Regions from separate parts of the Mus musculus genome. Here region 2 is linked to region 1. A link is a contact called in public Micro-C data. All regions are on one chromosome and are shown on one strand. The core of a region is the stretch at or near the end of the contact, and the rest is flanking DNA. Distances in the headings are between cores, read along the strand shown. Region 1 overlaps Phldb1 (pleckstrin homology like domain, family B, member 1). Region 2 holds the start of Mpzl2 (myelin protein zero-like 2).

What was found. Hi-C and Micro-C count contacts between places; a contact is called where the count stands out from the background.
Region 2: a contact with region 1 is called in a Micro-C map of embryonic stem cells, with 3 times the contacts expected there. The contact joins the promoter of Mpzl2 here to the enhancer-like site in region 1. A contact is called at or near these places in 1 of 39 promoter capture datasets (embryonic stem cells), 1 of 484 Hi-C or Micro-C datasets (embryonic stem cells), 1 of 115 datasets of contacts at active chromatin or transcription factors (pancreatic cancer cells) and 1 of 9 other capture datasets (adipose tissue).

The regions. Positions count from the first base shown.
Region 1 is chr9:44,707,253-44,711,529 of GRCm38.p6, forward strand. It overlaps Phldb1 (pleckstrin homology like domain, family B, member 1), which reads right to left. Exons shown (of 22, transcript NM_153537.4): 8 at 3,896-4,036; 9 at 3,671-3,808; 10 at 633-788. Among named protein-coding and RNA genes, the nearest start is that of Phldb1, 26 kb to the right of the region's middle. Within about 2 kb of position 1,254, at least 128 of the 459 cell types and tissues checked have an H3K27ac peak or open chromatin away from gene starts, as enhancers often do. A contact at or near this core is called in adipose tissue, embryonic stem cells and pancreatic cancer cells, where this site is marked.
Region 2 is chr9:45,039,856-45,044,113 of GRCm38.p6, forward strand. Mpzl2 (myelin protein zero-like 2) reads left to right here and starts at 2,489. Exons shown (of 6, transcript NM_007962.4): 1 at 2,489-2,939; 2 at 3,845-4,011. The coding sequence starts at 2,882.

The DNA.
Region 1 (4,277 bases), core at 4-2,503:
TGTGGCTGAGACTACAGCTTTAGCAAATCTGAGCTGATCAGGGACAATGCTCCATCTTCTCTCTTTGCAGATAGACCGAGTGGGACCAAAGCAGGAACCCAGGTGGATAACTTCCTAGCAAGGCTAGCCTCCAGATCTTAGGTCTCTGAGTGTATCCCAGAACCTCCAACAGCTCTAGAAGGGCATGGACAGAGATGAAGCGGAATGACAGAGATATAGCTGAATGGCAGATATGTGCTTAGCATTCAGAAGGCTCTGGGCTAGATCTCCAACACCATAAGAAGACATTCAAGGGCAGTAGCAAGGCACCTCAGCTGCAGACTCCTCCTCCACACTCTTTTCCTGGACACACTACTGAGAGCTCTCAGTGTGAGCAATTACACTTTCCCTTGAGAGACTTCGGAGAGCCAGGGTTTAGTAAAACTAACTCTCCTTGCTGAGCCATCATCATCCGCTCTTCTGCCTTTCCACATTAATTCCACACCAGCCCTATAGTTCTCATTCTTACTGACAGTCATTAAGTAACGGAGACACAAAAAGATGTCTTTTGTGTCGTTCACAGAATGTGACTCAACCCCTGGTTACTAGCCTCCATCCTGCACTCAGGCTATGCAGGAGTGAGCAGTGCGCACCTTCCTCTTGCTCACACTGCGCAGCAACTCAGCCTTGCTCCGCAGCAGCCCTTGGCCGGCCAGCTCCCGCTCCTCCTCCACGCGACTCTCACGCTCCAGCTGCTGGAACTCCAGGTCCTCAAAGAGCTTTGTCTCAGTCTCTAGAGCGTCTGCCTCCTTCAACGACAGTGACATCGTGTTTGGGTGTGGGGATGCTCTCAAAGCCACTCTGGGCCAGGAAGGCCAGGCCACAAAGTCAGGAGTTAGGTGGGGCTGGACCCGGGGAAACTGGGGAAGGAACCGGCCCCACCGCCCAACTCCCTCTACTTTTTTGGCTGAGCCCTTTTCGCGGGACATCGCGATCTGGAGCACTGATCCCACCCAACATTGCTGGTCCCCTTCCAAGCCTCTGCACCGACCCTGTTGTCCGGCAAGTACTGCAGGGGCCAGGTGGTCCTGTCCCACCGCTCTCCTATCTTCGGTCAGGGCGGTGGCCCACGGGGGCCGGGGAGGGGGCTGGTGGAACTGACCCTTCTCAGCTGCTCCTGTAACTGTTCCCGCACTGACTCGGGGCAGTTATCGAGCTGCGTCTGGAGCTCGGCGTAGAGCGCCTGGCGGGCCTCCAGGTGCCTCCGTCCCGCGGCCAGCTCCGCCCTCTCCTGGTCGGCGGGAGGGGAGGGAGGCGGGGCACAGGGGAGAGAGAACACACACTCCTCAACTCCGGCCCGGCGCGGGGGGCAGGGGCGAGCACAGGAGTACACCGGGAGTTGGGGGGCAAGCAGCGAGACGGAAGAGAGCAGGAGAAGAAACAGAGGTTTAAGACGGGACTCAGGCAGGGGACGGTGTAACAAAGGCAGAGGTGTGGGGGCAGGGTGGAAATGTTGGTCCCTTTAGAAATGTTTTGGAAGGTCCTAAGACGGGACCTTCCGGTTCCGCTTCAAACTAAAGTTAAAGCCGATGCAAGAAGGCAAGTACCAAGCCTTGAGTTCTATCACTGTTCCGAGACCAAAATTTAACCCTGGGAAAAATGGGGATGGTGGGAAGAGTTAAATATAGGACTGGGGAGTAAACGTGGAGCTAAAGTTGTTAGAGTTACAGCAGTGCAGCAAGGGGACCCCAGCCCAACCCCCATGGCCTCCCTCCCCTCCTGCCCAGGGTGGAGGTGGGGTGCCAGCAAAGCAGGCTGAACTTCAGTAGGGATGAGGGTTGCAATTAGTTCGGCCCGTTGCCATGGTAATAGGAGCCCCAGGAGTGGATACAGGGAGGAGGTGGATGGCTCTGTCTGGGGTGAGATGACACCTCTGAGGGCGGAAAGGGGGACGAGGGAGGAGTTGGTGAGTCACCCCTCTGAAGGACATGCAGAGGAGACACTGTGATTACTGATTCCAAAGCCAGAGTGGGGCCATGGGCTGGAAGCTGGGCGGGAAAGTCAAGAGAACCTTCCCAACACCACCAACAGCATCAGCACCACCACCACCACCACCACCACCACTTCACTATCACGCCTCAAACACCTGGACCGGAGGGAAGGCAAAGTCCTAGGAGCAATCTCAGCTAAGTGAGGCTAGCCAAGCTGCTTGTGGAATGCCTTTCCCCTGTGCTGCACCAGCCCAGTTCACCCACCCATCCTGGAGGGAAGGCCTTGGTCAAGCCAGTCCTGAAGTCTAGATGCTTCTGCCTTGAAATTATCCTGTGTTCTAGGTGGCCTCCAGGGTAGAGGTAGGGAAAGGAACATCTGAATTCAGGGAAGCAAGAATGGGTAGCCAGCCACTCAGAAAGGGCCTCTTCAAGCTCTCCAAGACTGTGCCCACATCTGACCTCCTTATTACTCAGCTCTGGAGGGCTAAGCAGAAGGGACAAACAGTTCACTGCACCTCCAATCCCTGCCCTTCAGTAAACAGGCAACATTATGGAGGCAAAGCCCAGACCTTTCCAGTAGGAGGCGCTGTTTGGGCAGAACATCTCCTTGGTCATGCACATCTCCCCGCAAAACACACACACACACACACACACACACACTCTTATACTCCTCCTGTCAGTGTTCCACTAAGCAAAATTTAGCTGTGCCTTTCTGCCAGTTCCCTTCTGATAATGGGGACCCACACCAAGAAAAGAAGGCAACATTAGAGGGGAGAGGCCAAGGGCACAAAGGTACCCATGGAGTTAGTAAAGCTGGCCTAAGTCAGCCCTGCCTGGGCGGCCTGGCAGTTAGGGGCATGCGAAGAGCCCAGGACAGTGATTAGAGGGGGCGTTAGTGCAGGCCTGGTCGGCAAGCATAGGGTTAATCTGGCACAGAATCTGGGAGTGTGGTTTTGGGGGCCAGAGCCAAAGCTCCATTTATAAAAAGGGGGCAGCAACGAATTTTTAAGATCCTCAAAATTGAGAGCAAGAGGAAGATAAGTCTCAAAAATAATCCAGAAGGAAAAATTAAACCTCTTAGAAAAATACTGTCAAATCCAGAAATAGATGAACCCTCTCCACTTCAGAGCTTTTGGCACGCCGTTGGGCATCTTGGACATGGCTGGCACAACCCCCGTGGGATGGAGCAGCCCCTGAAGACTGGCACTCAATCTGAAAGGGTCAGGGGCAGGGCTGGGACCATCTGGGATGGGAGGCTGCAGATCCTGATGATAGGAAACAGAGGCCTGTGGGCCATCTCCCAAAGACCACATCCTAAGCACCTGAGGCATGCTGGAGGGAGCTTTCTCCTCATGGTGGGCTCCAAACCCGAGTCATGCCCCCCATCCCAGCAGCACCAGTCCTTCAGGCTGTGCTCAGTGCCCAAGAAAGGGCTTTGGCACTTCCTAGAAGGACCACACAGGTTCCAGAACGGCAGGCACCCAGGCAACCAGAGGCAGCACAGAGATCTAGACCCCCAAACACCAGACCAGCCCCCGGCAGTACCATCCAAGCTTGTATCTTCCACAGAGTACAAGGGCCCCTGTCCCTAGAGGGCTACAGAGACCACTCGGATTGCAGGACGGATGCTGAGGGATGTGCATCGCCAGGGAAGGGATACTGCCTTCCTTCTGGGCCACTGGTAGTCAGGTATGGGTTACCTTGTCCCTGTCCTTCTGGATGCCTGTCTCCAAGGCCACCAACTTCTCCTGCAGCTGGTCCACCGCCCTTTGTTCCTTCTGCAGCGAGGCTCGCTCTGCCTCCCGCTCCCCCTGCAGCAGTGCTCTCTCCATCTCGGCCTAGACAAGGGTATCAGCATTCTGTCAAGGCTGGGACCCAAGGGTGAGGCCCCATCCCAGGGCCTGCACACCTCCCGGCCAGGTCACCTCTCGGGCTGCCTCCTGCAGCTGCTGTTCCAGCTCCTTCACTCGGATCTTCAGCTGTTCTACTCGCCCCAGAACCTGAGCCCGCTCCTCTTCCACAGCCAGCACCTCGCCTTGGTGCTTCGCGCCAGGAGCGTCTTCATGCTGGAGGGGAGGAGGGCACCATGAGAGAAGTCTGGAACCTTCTAGGATCCGACTAAGAGGGCGGATTACACGCTCCTCAAAGCACTTCGAAAGGGTAACTAGACCAAAACAAGAGGCCACTTTCCTCCCAGTCAGGGAGCTCAGCTATCGGGAAAGGATTTACCAGAGTGCCAGGGTTGGGTGGGGCCCAGAGGAAAAACAGGTCGTAAGGCACATTTATAGCTTGGGAAAGTCATGGTCA
Region 2 (4,258 bases), core at 1,239-3,738, 330 kb after region 1:
GGACTCTTCTCTGGTAAGTTTAAGGGAAAAGCAGTATCTTTGAACACTTCCTTTTAATCATCAGAATGTCCTTTCCTTTTCTCTTTCTTTGTTTCTTTTTCATTTGCCCAGATATAAACTATTTCTTCGGCTATCTTCAGATGTCTCTTGTTTTGATTGAAGTTCCGCACACTGGCATCTTTGGAATACCAAGGGGGCAATGAATGCTCTTTTTATTTGCCATTTTCTCTTAACAGGTTCAACCCTCAGTCTCCTTCTTCGCCCAGGGTGGGAACAGTGAGATAGTTGGAGCCTCTCCTGTTAACTGGAAGGAACTGGGCGTTGCTGAACACAAAGCCAAAAACTTGACCTGGGCTGAGGAATGGGATCCGGGCAGCTGTGCCCCTCAGAGCAAGGCTGGCTGCCAGCTCTCAGGGCATCTGGTGACTGGGGAGGAATTCCTCTGCTTGGACAACAAGCTTTCTATTCTGTTCACTGCCTCCTGCCCTGATTCCTCACCTGCTGTTTCAGAGTGTTCTTCGGTTAACTCCACCTCTCACTGAATTTTGCAATTTGCTGTCAACTTAACCTTTCCCTGGCTCTGTCTGTTTGGAATGGCGTTTCTCTGCAAAGTCGAAAGCCAACCAAGATGAAGTTTTCTTTAACTCGCCCCCCTCCCTACTCCCGGGGTTCCTGGAGCTGACCCTTTTCTGACCTACCTACAGGGAAGGCTACATCTGCCCACCATGTAAGTGCCACTCAGCAACCCAGAATTTTCAGTTTGGGCTGCTCAGAATCACCTAGACTCTAGGTCCTAGAGGCTGGCGAAGGAGCCAGACACTCATTACAGGAGCGCTTTGGTGCCAGCACGCAGCTGACCTCCCTCTGGGGCAGCCCCTGCGCTCCCCAGAGTAATGAGTAGGTTTGGGCGAGTGTCTGCCCGTTTGTTCCATCTCTCCTCCACACTTTTCTTTTTCCTTCATGTCAGTAATTTACCCCTCTTTGGGTGGAATGCTTTTATTTTATCGCCTGCTCGATAGGACCCAGGGTCCTGGGTACTCACTTTGTCCTTGAGCTGCTAGACCCCTAGCCTGACGTTTCTTTATTTTTCTACCCAGTCTGGCCCTTGCTTCCCTCCTAGCAGCACCCTTTTTACCGGGGTTCAGATAGAAGACTGTGGTACGGATCACGGAATAGTTTCTAGATAGCTAATCCAGGGATAAGGGCGATTCAATTGTATTCAGTGTCCCATCCCCCATCTAGCTTACTTCTTTAAAAATTTAAATTACATTTTAACTAGTCTTTCCCTCCCTCTCCCCTCCCCCACCCCGTGTCTCTGTCTCTCTGTTGCATGTGTGCATGTGCACCATAGCGCGCGCGCGCGCGTGTGTGTGTATGTGTGTGTGTGTGTGTGTGTGTGTGTGTGTGTGTGTGTGTAGGTCAAAAGGCAGTTTTCAGGGTTTGATTCTCTCCTTCTACCACGTGGGTTCCTTAGACCGGACTCAGGTGGCCAGGCTCCTTGGCTTGGTGCCAATACTTATGTCGTAGCCTCCACCCACTTTTTAACTGCATTCGGTCTTGGTTGCCTCTGTTTGCCAGCTTGCTGTTGTGCCTCTTACCAGATGAAGCCCTTTATCTCCGCGTTTCAGGCCTCTCAGATAGGTGGCTGTCCTCAAAATGGCAGTTGAAATCTGGGGCACAGGAAAGGTTTTCTTTTCCTTGAGAGTTCACTGATCACCCCTATCAGGCTTTTGGTTTGTGGGCAGGGAACTCACGCAAGTCAGGAAGCTTCCCATGGGGCTGTGGGTGTAGCTCCGTGCCAGAACACTTGCTTAGTAAGTACAAGGTCATGAGTTTAGTCCTGAGTATTGCCAAAGCTGGGCAGTGACTCCCCAACTTCAAGGTCCAGCCTGGGCTACATGGTGAGACAGTCTCAAACAATAACATAGAACACACAAAGATTATGGGCAATTGCTTCCCTCCTGAGCGTTTTTTTTTTTTTTCCTTCCAGTACAGGGTTTCTCTCTGTAGCCCTGGCTGTCCTGGAACTCACTCTGTAGACCAGGCTGGCCTCGAACTCAGAAAGAACTCAGAAATTCGCCTGCCTCTGCTTCCCAAGTGCTGGGAGTAAAGGTGTGCGCCGCCACCGCCAGGCTCTAAGAGGTTACTCTTTACGCTGTTAAAATGGTATTCCTTTCCATAGGATTGTGGAGAGAAAAGGATGCCCAGAAAAGTCCTTTGCAAACTGCCCTAAGCTGGGAGAAAGGAGCAGGGGAGTTGCTCTGAGCTGAGAAAGGAACCAGCATTGAGACTTGGTTTCTTTCTGCTGAGTCTCAGGAGAGCCTGTTCACACCAGAGGGTCTCAAGGAATTCCCAGAACTGATGGGTGCGGTGAGTCAGGCCCTAGGCTGATTCCAAGGACAGGAATCACTGCAAAACTTTCAATGTTCACTTCCTAGGCAAGACTAAAGTCTGTTTTAAAAGGGTGTGTGTGGGCCAAGTTCAGAGCAGTCTGGGACATTTCAAACTGGCACCACCTCCTCTGGCTGCTTGTGAGGCCATCCGGAGGCCAGGGCTCGGTCAGATGAACGGAAAAGTAAAGAGAGGACCGCAGAGTCTGAGACCTTTGCGCAGAGGGCTGGAGTGTGGAGAGGGGCGGGAGGGAGAATCAGGAGGAGGGCGCTGGGTGCGGAGGCCCCACCTTTCATTCCAGAGCTGTACCGGCCGGGGCGGGATGAGTCACGACTGGTTGGCTCCGCTGTGCGCCTTCCCATAGGTGAGGGACTCGGACCTCTCCGTGGGTAAACTGTGCCGCCTGCTCGTCCTAGCCTTGGCCTTGGTTGGGTGCTGGAGTCCTGGGTCTGCCGGGTTTGGCCTCTGGGGCCACGACTGGCTTTCCCTGATGTATGGCAAGAGCCCCGCGCTTGTGCTTCCACTTCTCCTGAGTTTACAGCTCACAGGTAAGAACTGGCGGGCTTCTAGGATTTTCTACCATTGCCGCCCATTCTGTAAAGACAGAGCTCATGGCTTGAAGAAATCTCAAGGGCTCCGTTGGGAGATCGTGCCCCAACTGCAATTCGTTCTAGTCCAGACTTCGCCGAAACTTCAGTTCGGTGGGTTGCTTTGGGGCAGTACTTTGGGCAAACAGGTTTAGGTGTGTTTGGCCGCCCGTGATTGAGGCACACAGAGGGCTTTCTGATCTCAGGTTACACACCATCTTTGTGTGGCTGCTCTCAACCTCGGGCTGCTGGCTAGATTTGGCCCTTGGATTTCCGTGGGAGGATTTTGTCTGCGACTCCCTGCAGCACCAGAGAGCAAACCTGGATTGTCAGAGCGAGAGTCCCGCTGTGGTTTTGAAGCTGTCCCAACCAATGCACGTACCAGACTTGTAAATAAGCCACGTGGTGTAAGGCTTCCAGGGGTGCAGGCAAGCGCAACTGCTGGGGTGGATTGACCTGCAGGCTAGCAGCAGCCCCAAGTCTACATGTAGGAAAACTTCCCTGCTTGGAGACTTCTTTTTTCCACAAAACAAAACAAAACAAAAAAACATACTGTGTTGCTTGATCGTAATACGCCACGTCTGACCAACGTTTGGATTTTTGTTTCTTCTTTCCATCTCCTTTGCTGATGTTTGTAGTTTCTGGTTATAGTTCTGAAATTGGTGCGGTAAGGCTGTGAAGAAAGTGAGAACACCAGGTAGTTTTACCTCTAATTGGCCCTCGGGATGGGAGGGTCAAAGCTGTGTGCAGGCAGGAGTATGTAGACTCCTGGTGAAGTGAATTTGAAGGTTGGCTTACTTGGAAAGTGTCAGCGTTTTTTTCTCAATGATACACCACTGTTAACCTCTTCCTTCCCTCCATTGCAGCCCTTTGTCCTACAGAAGCTGTGGAAATTTACACCTCCGGGGCCCTGGAGGCAGTCAACGGGACAGATGTTCGGTTAAAATGCACTTTCTCCAGCTTTGCCCCTGTGGGAGATGCGCTAACTGTGACGTGGAATTTCCGACCTCGAGATGGGGGTCGTGAGCAGTTTGTAAGTAGATTCTTGTCACCTTCCAGAGGACTCTTGACAAGAATGCATTGTGGCAATCCTTCCCCCCCGCCCCCCATCTTTCCCATGTTCGGCGCATGCGTGGGGTTAAGTGGGGACCCAGTTCTTGGGACAGAGAGTAACAGGTCTAAGAAAAGGGAAGCCAGAGAATATTCCAAGGAGCTGGATCATTGGTTAGACCTAATGATGCTTCTCTTCCCACCCCCCGCCCCCATCTCGGCCTCCTGCC